Regions from separate parts of the Sus scrofa genome. Here regions 2 and 3 are each linked to region 1. Evidence: chromatin contacts called from public HiChIP or PLAC-seq data. All regions are on one chromosome and are shown on one strand. The core of a region is the stretch at or near the end of the contact, and the rest is flanking DNA. Distances in the headings are between cores, read along the strand shown.

Evidence for each region. HiChIP or PLAC-seq counts read pairs in DNA pulled down with a chosen protein or histone mark.
Region 2: an H3K27ac HiChIP or PLAC-seq map of alveolar macrophages shows a contact between it and region 1. The contact joins the enhancer-like site here to the promoter of CDKN1B in region 1. A contact is called at or near these places in 1 of 5 promoter capture datasets (fetal skeletal muscle), 9 of 47 Hi-C or Micro-C datasets (blood, embryonic fibroblasts, epiblast stem cells and 4 more) and 2 of 2 datasets of contacts at active chromatin or transcription factors (alveolar macrophages and skeletal muscle).
Region 3: an H3K27ac HiChIP or PLAC-seq map of skeletal muscle shows a contact between it and region 1. The contact joins the enhancer-like site here to the promoter of CDKN1B in region 1. A contact is called at or near these places in 1 of 5 promoter capture datasets (fetal skeletal muscle), 3 of 47 Hi-C or Micro-C datasets (embryonic fibroblasts, liver and skeletal muscle) and 2 of 2 datasets of contacts at active chromatin or transcription factors (alveolar macrophages and skeletal muscle).

The regions. Positions count from the first base shown.
Region 1 is chr5:59,733,686-59,737,439 of Sscrofa11.1, forward strand. CDKN1B (cyclin dependent kinase inhibitor 1B) reads right to left here and starts at 2,146. Exons shown (of 3, transcript NM_214316.1): 1 at 1,630-2,146; 2 at 954-1,083. The coding sequence starts at 2,104. The coding sequence ends at 962.
Region 2 is chr5:60,051,244-60,054,997 of Sscrofa11.1, forward strand. The region is part of intron 2 of BORCS5 (a long non-coding RNA gene); the gene reads right to left. Among named protein-coding and RNA genes, the nearest start is that of BORCS5, 20 kb to the right of the region's middle. Within about 2 kb of position 1,773, at least 9 of the 83 cell types and tissues checked have an H3K27ac peak or open chromatin away from gene starts, as enhancers often do. A contact at or near this core is called in alveolar macrophages and liver, where this site is marked.
Region 3 is chr5:60,029,534-60,033,287 of Sscrofa11.1, forward strand. All of the region lies in intron 2 of BORCS5 (a long non-coding RNA gene), which reads right to left. Among named protein-coding and RNA genes, the nearest start is that of BORCS5, 42 kb to the right of the region's middle. Within about 2 kb of position 1,993, at least 15 of the 83 cell types and tissues checked have an H3K27ac peak or open chromatin away from gene starts, as enhancers often do. A contact at or near this core is called in fetal skeletal muscle and skeletal muscle, where this site is marked.

The DNA of each region.
Region 1 (3,754 bases), core at 896-3,395:
ATGTAAAGCTGGGGGGCTGAATTATGCAAATTAGTTTTTTACATTGATCAGATTTTAGTAGGTGGAAAAATGTCCACTTGCCTTGTTCGGGGTAGCCCTAACCAGTGGCAGCCCTGGTATCTACTATCCATTTCCCCTACAAATATCCAAATTATCCTGTTATAGCACGATTAGCATACACATGCTGACGTGTTCCTGGATTGCTTACTCTGGCAGAGTTACTTAACTTCTGCTTTGTAACTTCAGTGTTATCAGAAATTCCATAGGAACCTTAGCGTTTTTGAGCCTTCCATTTTGGTTTTTTTTAAATACACAGGTTCCTTCTCCATCCCCCACACTGATCAGAAAACAGGGCAAGTGACACTTTGTGAAAACGATAGATAAAAGAAAGCCACACTCCTCTCTATTCACATTTCTAACCATGTGATTAACCAGATATGAGCCATTTGTACCTAACTTTTCCCTCAAAGTTTTAACTGGATCATTTATTTGCCATTTTTTTCCATGTATGGCTCAAAATCTGTTAGAGTCAGCTTGGTCCTCTGGGAGATGAATTCTCCTGAAGTGGGATGGAGGCAGACCCCCGCTCTTGTTCAGATGGAAAAAGAACCTATTGTTCCCAACACCGTTTTGATGGGACTCTCAGGGAACTGACCTTCCTACCCACAGGGCCTTGGTTGCAAGTATTTGCCTGGGACACTTGCTCTAATCATTGGGAGCTTCAAAGGAAAATGATCTCAGGACAGAGAAACTGGGAAGAATTATAGTACCCCCACCCTGATGCCCAGTCTTTCCCATTCCTCCTTTTTTTGGACCTCATAAAATACAAACAAAACCCCACAAGCTCTAATCTGCCAGACACCACTAAGATCGGGTATCTTGGTGTTTGAAAACCCATGAGTTCCTTCAGCCCAAATCGGGTGTCACTTATTTGCTTCCAGTGATCAACCCACCGAGCAGTTTACGTTTGACGCCTTCTGAGGCCGGGCTTCTTGGGCGTCTGCTCCACTGAAGCCGAGTTCGGGGAACCGTCTGAAACATTTTCTTCTGTTCTGTTGGCTCTTTTGTTTTGAGGAGAGGAATCTAAAGGCAGGAGGGAATTTTAAAAAGAACACACACAAATAATCTTTATTAGAAAAAACAATGGCTGACACAAGTTGGCTCGATACTGAGGGGACAAAAAACCCACCACCTCCACCCACCATCCTGGATCCGTCATTCCCAGTGGCCTTTAAGGGCACAAAATGAGGTTGTTTTCACATAACAGAAAGTGTATTCTACGCCCCAAATCTCTCTCTCTCCAAAGCGAAGAGGGAGGTGGTTGATAAACATCCCAACGTTGTCACATACCTACAGCTGGCTAGCGGGGAGGAGCCGCGATGTTTTCAGTTAGAGAAATTATCAGATAGCACAGTCTCATGCTTCAGACTTAAAAGTCATAAACAGACCAGCAGCTAGCCAAATAGCATTTAAAACCTAAGATGAGGAAGGTGTGTTCCCCAAGAGCTAAGTCAGAATGCGCTGAAAAGAAAGCGGAGGTTTAAGATCCTCAAGCAGGGAAAACAGCACGGCAGACAAACAGAGAGAGGCAGACAAACAGACGTTTCATGCATTCGAAAGGGTCATTACCGTCTGTGGCAGGTCGCTTCCTTATCCCAGTGCACTGCTCCGCTAACCCCGTCTGGCTGTCCGGTGCATCAGTCTTTTGGTCTACCAAATGTGTGTCCTCTGAGTTGGCCTGAGACCCAATTAAAGGCACCGCCTGGCGGGTCCCGCTGACACCCTGGCCCTCCTGCGCCGGCACCTTGCAGGCGCCTTTGGGTGGCCGCGGGGGTCTGTAGTAGAACTCGGGCAAGCTGCCCTTTTCCACCTCCTGCCACTCGTATTTGCCCTCCAGGGGCTTGTGATTCTGAAAATCAAAATTCCACTTGCGCTGGCTGGCCTCTTCCATGTCTCTGCAGTGCTTCTCCAAGTCCCGGGTTAACTCTTCGTGATTGACCGGGCCGAAGAGGTTTCGGCAGGCCGAGGGCTTGGGGTACTCCGCCTGTCTGGCGTCCATCCGCTCCAGGCTCGGGCTCCCGTTAGACACTCTCACGTTTGACATCTTCCTCCCGGGGCTCGGCGACCGCCTCTCTCGCGCTCTCGCAAAACAAAACCGAACAAAACAAAACGCCTCGACCCAGCCCGAGCCCCTCTTATAAGCCCTGCGGCTGCCCTCCGAGCCAAGAGAAACAAACACCGACGAGTAAGCGCCCGAGCGTCAGGAGCGCGCTGGGGCTGGGGGAGGGGGCGAGGGGCAGCCCGGGCCAGGCAGCCCCGAGTCTCCGCCGATCAAGTGTACGGGCGAGCTGGAGGGCGGGGAGGGGAGGGGAGAGGAGCGCAGCGGAGAGAGGAGGGGGCAGAGCCAGTCCGAGTCCCCGCCGCTGCGAGCCCGCGGGTCCCGCCGACCGAGCGGCTCTCCAAACCTTGCCGGCGTCGGAGTCGCGGAGCGGCGAGAAAGTGGGGACAGGGGAGGGGGAGAAAAACACCCCGAAAAGACGAGCCCCCTTTTTTTAGTTGCCCAATATGGCGGTGGAAGGGAGGCTGACGAAGAAGAAGATGATTGACACCGCAAGTCTATTTAAACAGAGGAGGAGATCATTGGTCGCGGCGCCGGGAGCCGCCCAGCCGAGACTGGCGAGCTGGGCCTTAAGGTGGCCCCTGAGCCGCCGCTGCGCCTCCCCGCCTCCCGAGCGCGCCGCCGCCGAGCGCGCGGCCGGGAGCTCGACTGGTCGCGTGACTGCTGGAGGTGCCGGGCTGCCAGCAAACCTGCTCTGGCTGGCCTCGGAGAAATTAAAAATAAGACAAACTCGCCAAAAGGCCGGGGAGCCGGGGAGGGGCCTGGCCGGAGAGGTGGCGGGTTCTGGTCCCTGCGCTGCGCTCCGCTCCGGAGCCCCGACCTCCCTCTCCTCGCCGAGGGCGATCTTATTTTCCCCTCGCTCGCCGAGCGGGTAGGGGCGGGCAGCTGGGCTCGCCGCTGGGCGCTCGGCCCCCAGCTGGGCTCTCTCCCGGGGGGGCCCCCACCGCTCGCTCAGCGGGGGAGGCGGGGAGCCCCTGAGCCTGGGTGCCTTAGCTGGGGGTGAGCAGTGGTTAGCTCACCCTTAACCTAGAAGTCTGTGCTGTTCTAGGGGAGGCAGGGGGCTTAGGGGGGAAGCCCAGGAGGACGTCTTTCTATAAGTAGACTGGAATAGATGCTGCATTTGTAATGTATTCTGAACCCAAGCTCTCCCTCAATAAAAACAAGAAAAGGGCTTCGAGATCAAAAACTCTATTGGTCTCCCAAGTCCCTAATAAACTTAGTAGCTGTCTCAGATACATTTCGTTTAAAAAAGCGAGGATACACCCCTGGCCCAGGTTCTTGCTTCCCAAGCACTGTTAAGGCCACTGACTTGGTCTGCGTGTGGGAACTCGTCTCCTCTTTTATATTTTTCAGTTCTTTCCCGGCTTGTAGCAGTTTCCTCTACCTGAGTCCCGCCGCCAAATACAACAGCCCCTTCCTTCCTTCACCTTTCTCTCCCACCAGATTCACTTCTCCAGCCCACCCAGAACATTCAGATAGATACAAGTGAACGCTTTGAGAGAGCTGCAAGTCGCTGAAGGGTGAAAGTAATCGCAAAGTCCAGATTGTGAAGTGATTTATACAACCACCACAACCATGTTCTCAGATCTGATATTATTATTTGGGCGTTTCTCTGCTCCCCTTGGCAACTTGAAG
Region 2 (3,754 bases), core at 523-3,022, 320 kb after region 1:
ACATTGGTATAATGCAATCATATAACTATACACCTTATTCAAATTCCCATTTTCCCCATTAACATCCCTTTCCTCTTCTAGGATTCAATCCAAGACCACATTACAGGTCTCCTTAGTTTCCTCCAACCTATCACAATTCTTCAGTCACTCCTTGTCCTTCCTAACTTTGACTCTTATGAAGAACAGTCGTCAGTTACTTTGCAGACTATCCTTAATATTTTTTCTGATTTAATATTATTATTAACAAAAATCATTTACTGAGAGTTTACTAAGTACAAGGCACAAAGTGGAGCCCTCCATCTGTATCACCTCTTTTAAAACGGAAGTGTTTTTTTTTTTTTTTTTTTGTCTTTTGTTGTTGTTGTTGCTATTTCTTGGGCCGCTCCCGCGGCATATGGAGGTTCCCAGGCTAGGGGTTGAATTGGAGCTGTAGCCACCAGCCTACGCCAGAGGCACAGCAACGCAGGATCCGAGCCGCGTCTGCAACCTACACCACAGCTCACGGCAACGCCGGATCGTTAACCCACTGAGCAAGGGCAGGGACCGAACCCGAAACCTCATGGTTCCTAGTCGGATTCGTTAACCACTGCGCCACGACGGGAACTCCTAAAACGAAAGTGTTTTTAACACACTTTATTTTATTCTATTTTTGGCTGCACCCGTGGCAAGCGGAAGTTCCAGGCCTGGGATCAAACCTGAGCTGCAGCAGTAACCCGAGCCACACCCATGACAACAGCTGAATCCTTAACCAGTAGGCCGCCAGGGAACTCCAGAAGTGCGTTTTAAAAACTTTAGAGCAGAAGCATTTTAAAATCAAAGAGTAATCATCTTTAACTCACCTTTCTTCAAGTGCTCATGTTTTATAAACTACAAAGCATTACCAAACATATTATTATTCCCCCACTCTAATATCCTTTAATGTCCTCTCCCCCCCAAAAAAAATATTAAGTCAAGTATAAGGCTTAATTTCAAAGCCCTTGAGTTCTCGATCCTTCTGAATCTTTACTGCCCACATCTTCTTACCCTTGAACCTTGGCTCATTGCTTTCTTCATTTGTACCTGCCCTCCCTTTTCATCTCTAAAAACCCTTTCTTGAAGACACCTTTAATCACTGCCCCTAGCTTCCAACAATTACTGATCCTCTGAAATCCCATAGAGTTTAACAACTTGCAGGACTCATCCAATAAATACACAATGCCCTGAGCTGGGGGATATGTTTTTCTAGATTCTTGTCTCCCAAATGAAACTTTTCGAAAGGAAGACTTGGGACCTATCTTTTTTTTTTCCTATGCTAGCTACCCTCATATACTACTGCAATGCTGAATAACATTACTGAATACCTACCAAGTGCCAAGCTTTGTGGCAGGCCCTGAGAAATTAGAGATGATTAAAACACAACCCCAACTCTTCAGGAATTTTGATGTAATATATGTTTCCTTGAGTACTGTGAGACTGAAAACAGAGTTTATCTCCAAAAAATTAAGGTCACTGAAAGTTTCCTGTGACAGTACAATTTTTCCTTTTCTGTCTTGATAAACACTAAAATAACTAATTATAGATTACTAATGTGTCACAGAACATGTTTTAATGTGTCACAGACATGTTTTAATGTGTCACAGAACATATTTTCCAACCAGCTTGTGCTCGAAGCAAGCCATGACTCGGTTTTAGGAGAAATCCAGGTGGTACAGAGTAAATTTAATTAACCAAAGGCGTTGCAAATATGGCCAAAGGTTGTAGCAAATTTCCTCCAGCTTACCAACTGTTTTAGTCTAGTGACATCTAGTGGCAGAAGTGTTAAAAACAAAAACACAGCACTGTTATAAATTGAACTACACTAGAGGGAAGCCATCTTAGGAAAAAAGCAGCAAAATGTGAGAAAGAACTATGATATTCACTAGCATTTTAAAAATGTTTTGGAGTTTCTGTCGTTGCTCAGTGATTAGTGAACCCGATGAGCATCCATGAGGACTCGAATTCGATCCCTGGGCTTGCTCCAGTGGGTTAAGGACCTGGCGTTGCTGTGAGCTGTGGTGTAGGTCACAGACGCAGCTCGGATCCCAAGTTGCTGCGCCTGTGGTGTAGGCCGGCAGCTATAGCTCCGATTTGACTCGTAGCCTGGGACCTTCCATATGCCGTGGGTATGACCCTAAAAAGACAAAAAAAAAAAAAAAAAGTTTTAACTTTGTTGTACAGCAGAAATTATCACAACACTGTAAATCAACTATACCTCAAGAAAACTTTAAAAAATGAAAAAAATGTTTTAATGTCTTTTTGCCCTATTAAAAAAAAATTCCCCAGGTGGCTTTATTATTCATAATTTAAAGTTTTGGAAATAATTATTATTAAGACCACAAATATAAATTCTTCTAAAGCTGTTCCAGTCAATGTTTCCTGCCTCTTTCAGACGGAATAAATTCTTCCATCCTTTAGGTTCTCTGATGGGTTATACTTTATTTATAGCAATTACCCTGTTGAATCACAATTTATCTGCCAACAATTTATCACTAGCCTGTAAGCGCTTCAGGCAAAGAGTGGTGTTTTTCGCTCTTGTGTCCCTAGACTGACAATATCTGATAAACTGCAAGACCTTACTTAGCAAATTTGGTTAAATGAATAAATAGACATATGAAACATTACATGCTTTAAGAAAGCATGTGATGTCTACCTGTGCTCAGAAGTGAGAAAGCTGATGTAGTACCAGTTCCAAATATGATTAAATTAGCATCAAATAAATGTCTAATAATCAGTTAAAATTTGGGGGCTGGGAGATAAGAAATTTTTTTAATTCTGGGAATATCTTTAAAATCTGGGCTTTCCTAAATAAACATGTGTCTCAAATACCAATGTGCTTTGTTTTATTTTTTTTCCACTGTGTTTTAAAATAGAAGAATTTTTATATGTGGTTTTTGGAAAAGTAGAAAAATTCAAAATGACTAACAAAATTTTATACTATTCAGTCTTAGAATGTTTCTAGGCTGCCACTTAGCAGAAACTACAAGCCAGAACCTTAAAAGGAAATATATACTGTACATTCATCTTCACTGTCATATTCCAGGCATAAAAGCCCAGCTCAGGCAGGAAATGTTATTGCTTAAAGGGATATATCCTTGGATACCAGCTAAAATAAACCATGTGTATTTTGTTTAAATTTGTAAAAGAACGCAAATTGAAAGTTTAGAGAAACAAACAAGAATGAATGATCAGTACATAAACTATCTGATAATTATTCCAAGAAGTTGAGTTTAATATGGCTTAAAATTAAAATCAGAATTTAACCTGCATATATTTGGGTATTTAGACTAAGAACAGAAAATTAAAACAGTATATCCCAGATGTAGTTTTGGTCAAGAATTCATTTGGCATCTTTTAATTTTATCTTGTTATCTACATGGAAGATTTTCAGCCATGGACACCCTCCCTGGCCCTGTCTTCTCCATGTGGCTGCCTTCCATCCGTCCCTGAAAGCTCAGCTTCAATGTTACTTCCTCTGTGAAGCCGGCCCCAAATTCCAAGGTCAAATGAATGATTCCCTCCTCTGGGCCTTCCTAGTCTTTTGGGCACATGACCAGTGTTACACAGGCTATGTCACTATGAGTTATATTTACCTGTCTAAATCACTCCCAAAGCTATAAGCTCCCAAAGGACAGCAAGTGTGTCTCCATCTTCTTTGTATCTCCACTGTCTGCAGCACTACCAGGACCTGGGCAAGGATATACCAATATTTTGCAGAAATGAATGATCAACGTGGTCA
Region 3 (3,754 bases), core at 743-3,242, 300 kb after region 1:
GAAAGACAATACACCTGGTAATGCTCCAGGGTTTCACAGAAAGTTCCTCTTCCTTTTCACACATCTGAAAGCTGATTTGGATGGCACGATGAAGGCAACAGCTGCCATACCTCTACATTGCTAGCTAAGTACTCAGAAGGACACAGAGTCTTTCGGAGGCAAGGCTTGAAAACCCAAACCTACCAAGGGACAGTAAATACTATAATTCAACATGCACGAGAAGGTCTTTAACTGATGTAGTTACCTCAGATGAGTTTTCCCCTTTGAAGTTCTAGATCTATGATGCACAAAATTGCCCGGGAAATACCAACACGGTAAGCTTAACAATGCCATGTAAAACCCTCAGTTTCTTTACTGTGTTTCATCATCCCCTTGCCTTCCATCTTTATGTCCCAATCCACATCTTTTCTTCACGCATGCCTCTTCCCTGATGTCCCTCTGTCCTGTTATTTCCCTCTACCTTACCTCCTCCTCTGCCTATACTCCTGGGCTAAATATCTGCCGCCTCTCAGAAAAAGAGACATCACTGACAGAACTGGAGATTTGAGGGAACAATGACGGGCTAGATAGAAGCTACTCTTTCTCTTGGAGTTCCGTCGTGGCGCAGTGGTTAACGAATCCGACTAGGAACCATGAGGTTGCGGGTTCGGTCCCTGGCCTTGCTCAGTGGGTTAAGGATCCGGCGTTGCCATGAGCGGTGGTGTAGGTTCAGACGCGGCTCAGATCCTGCGTTGCTGTGGCTCTGGCCTAGGCTGGCTGCTACAGCTCCGATTTGACCCCTAGCCTGGGAACCTCCATATGCCGCAGGAGTGGCCCAAGAAAAGGCAAAGAGACAAAAAAAAAAAAAAAAGTTATTCTTTCTCTGTTGGCAGTGTCCTGCCCTAATACCCATCTTTCTAAACTTCTTTCCAATGGTCTTTTTTTAAATGGTCTTTTTCTGAATGAAACCTCTATCATAAATGCACAGCTTTCTAGGACTTTCCAAGAGCTTTATGCAAACCAACTTGAACAAAGAAAAACTGTGCTTAATAATCCTGAGTATAAACTGGTTTTAATTCTGCCCCCCTCTGGGGCCAGGGGTGGAGCAGGGGTAGAGTGGAGGTGGGATTTGGAAGAATGAGACAGGGCACTACTGGAGTTTAGTAGAAAGGGATGGAAATCATCCTCCAACACAGAGAGGCAGTCCCACACAATGAAGACTGGTTTGCCCAAAACACCGGTAGAGCCCCAACCCCCTCCCCAAACTCTTATTTTTATTTATTTTTTGCTTTTTAGGGCCACACCCGCGGCATATAGAGGTTCCCAGGCTAGGGTCCAGTCAGAGCTACAGCTCCTGGCCTACACCACTGCCACAGCAACGTCAGATCAGAGCCACGTCTGTGACCTACACCACAGCTCACGGCAAGGCCAGATCCTCAACCCACTGAGCAAGGCTAGGGATTGAACCCGCAACCTCATGGTTCCTAGTTGGATTCGTTTCCTCTGCACCATGATGGAAACTCCCCCTTTTTTTTTTAAGGATAAATTATTTATTGTTCATTTCAAACAGTCATCAATTTTAACTTGGGGGGGGGGAAGAAATATCTATTTAAATGAAACTTCCTTCAGCAAGATCTATAGGACATATGTCCTTTCTTAAATTTTTTTTCAAACTCTTGTTATAAAACACTGGACCACAGACCTTCACTAAGCCAGGTAACTGCAACCAATTTCAATACATATTTGGTTAATCGTAACACTTCCTAGCTCTTAGAAAGATGGGAAATTGGCCATCAGGTTGTCTCCATTCCCCATGTTGCACAGAATTTTGCAAAGGGGGAGGCAGGTGGTGTCACATACTCCCCACAGTCTGCAGTATTACTCCATGGTGTTTGGAAATCCTAACCAAAATGATTACACTTTGAGTTTGATATCACTGAGTTTTAGGGACTTCTTCCCTCATACTTGATGCAGCCCTCAAGTGAGCCAAAACAGCTACAGGGGCCATTCTTCCCTGAAAACAAGCCAAGGCGGTTACACAACCCTCACAACAACACCACAGAGGGAGTGTGGGAGAGCCCGGTAAACATCTCTCTCCTTCATCAGTTCATGTTCCAACTCAGATGCCTCCTGACAAAACAAACATGGCTTTTGTGTCATAGTAATTCCTTTGTAGAAGCAACTCGATCTCACATTCCTTCTCCAACTTATTTTTTTCCCCATCATTCTTTACCCTTTCCCTCAAATCCCTCCTCCCCACCATGTTGTACTATTTGTATGGAAAAAAAATTTTTTTCAGAGTTGCTTCTTGCCAAGTGTGACATCAACTCATTCTTATTTAGTGATGTCCGGCAAGAACTTGCTCTCCCAAAACGTTTGCTCCTTTTGAAGCAACAAGATTACTAACCTCATTTTGTTTTCCCTGTCACTTGTTTTTGATGCATTAGTTATCTTCTGAGACAAATGACATAACACCTCATTTCTATGACCCAAGGCACTCTACATGTATGCACAGGTCTTTGCAAACAAGCTTCAGGAAGACAAGGAATTGTCTCTGTTATTAAGAACGTAAGTAAAAGATAACATGATAAAGTAACCTGATCATTTTAAACTCCCTGAATAAGATACCTCTGTTTTCAGGACCAAGAGAGGACCATCAATACTAAAGAAAATGAAGGCTTATGGCACAACACTGCAAATCAACTACGCTTTTAAAAAAAGAAAAGAAAATGAAGCCCTACAGACTATTCTGGGTAACGAATTTTTGTTACTCAGGGGGAAAACAAAGAATAAAAATGGGTGACCTTTAAATAGTAAGACAGAAGTTACACTATTTCAACTCTGGCCAAGCACTACTTAATGCATAATTTTTGAAAAGCCAGCAATTTTATTCTATACATAAAAAGAAGCTACAATTCAGAATTCTTTTTGGTTAGCTTGCTGGAAAAATCAGTTGGTGCTGGTATTCTTACCATGTAGTCCAACTATGATGGAACATGAGCTATGTCAGGTAGTAATCCTCCCAATCCTTTCGGTTCCACTCCTCTGTTAATTAAAAGGCGCAACTGAAAACAATTCAGTCCCTAGGTCTCCTTCCTTCAGGGAATATTAGCAGCTAACCTCAGTGGTCAGCACAGAGAAGTGACTTCCCAGGGTTGGTTGGTCCTGAGCATGAGCTCAAATTCCAGTACCTGCTGATCAGAGTGGCACTGAGGAACCTCGTCCACATGAAAAACGTGTGCATATACGCTCACGTTTTCCTGGTTCATTGTCTAAGACATCAAGGCATTAGTTCCAAAGCACCTAGACGTACTCAGAGCTCAGAAATCTGGGTAGACAGCTAGCTCTGTTTGGAGTGTTCCAAAGCTCTAAGTGATACCAGGTTTCAAATAAAATAGGAGGCAAACAGGAAGGCATATACCTTCCTGGGGTACTTAACAAAAATAAGCGCAGAAAGTCTATAAGCATAGAAAATCAACTATATTTTATTTTTATTTTTTTGTCTTTTTGCCATTTCTTGGGCCGCTCCCACGGCATATGGAGATTCCCAGGCTAGGGGTCGAATCGGAGCTGTAGCCTCCGGCCTACACCAGAGCCACAGCAACACGGGATCCGAGCCGCATCTGCAACCTACACCACAGCTCACGGTAATGCCGGATCCTTAACCCACTGAGCAAGGTCAGGGATCGAACCCGCAACCTCATGGTTCCTAGTCGGATTCGTTAATGACTGCGCCACGACGGGAACTCAATTATATTTTAATTTATAATTTTTT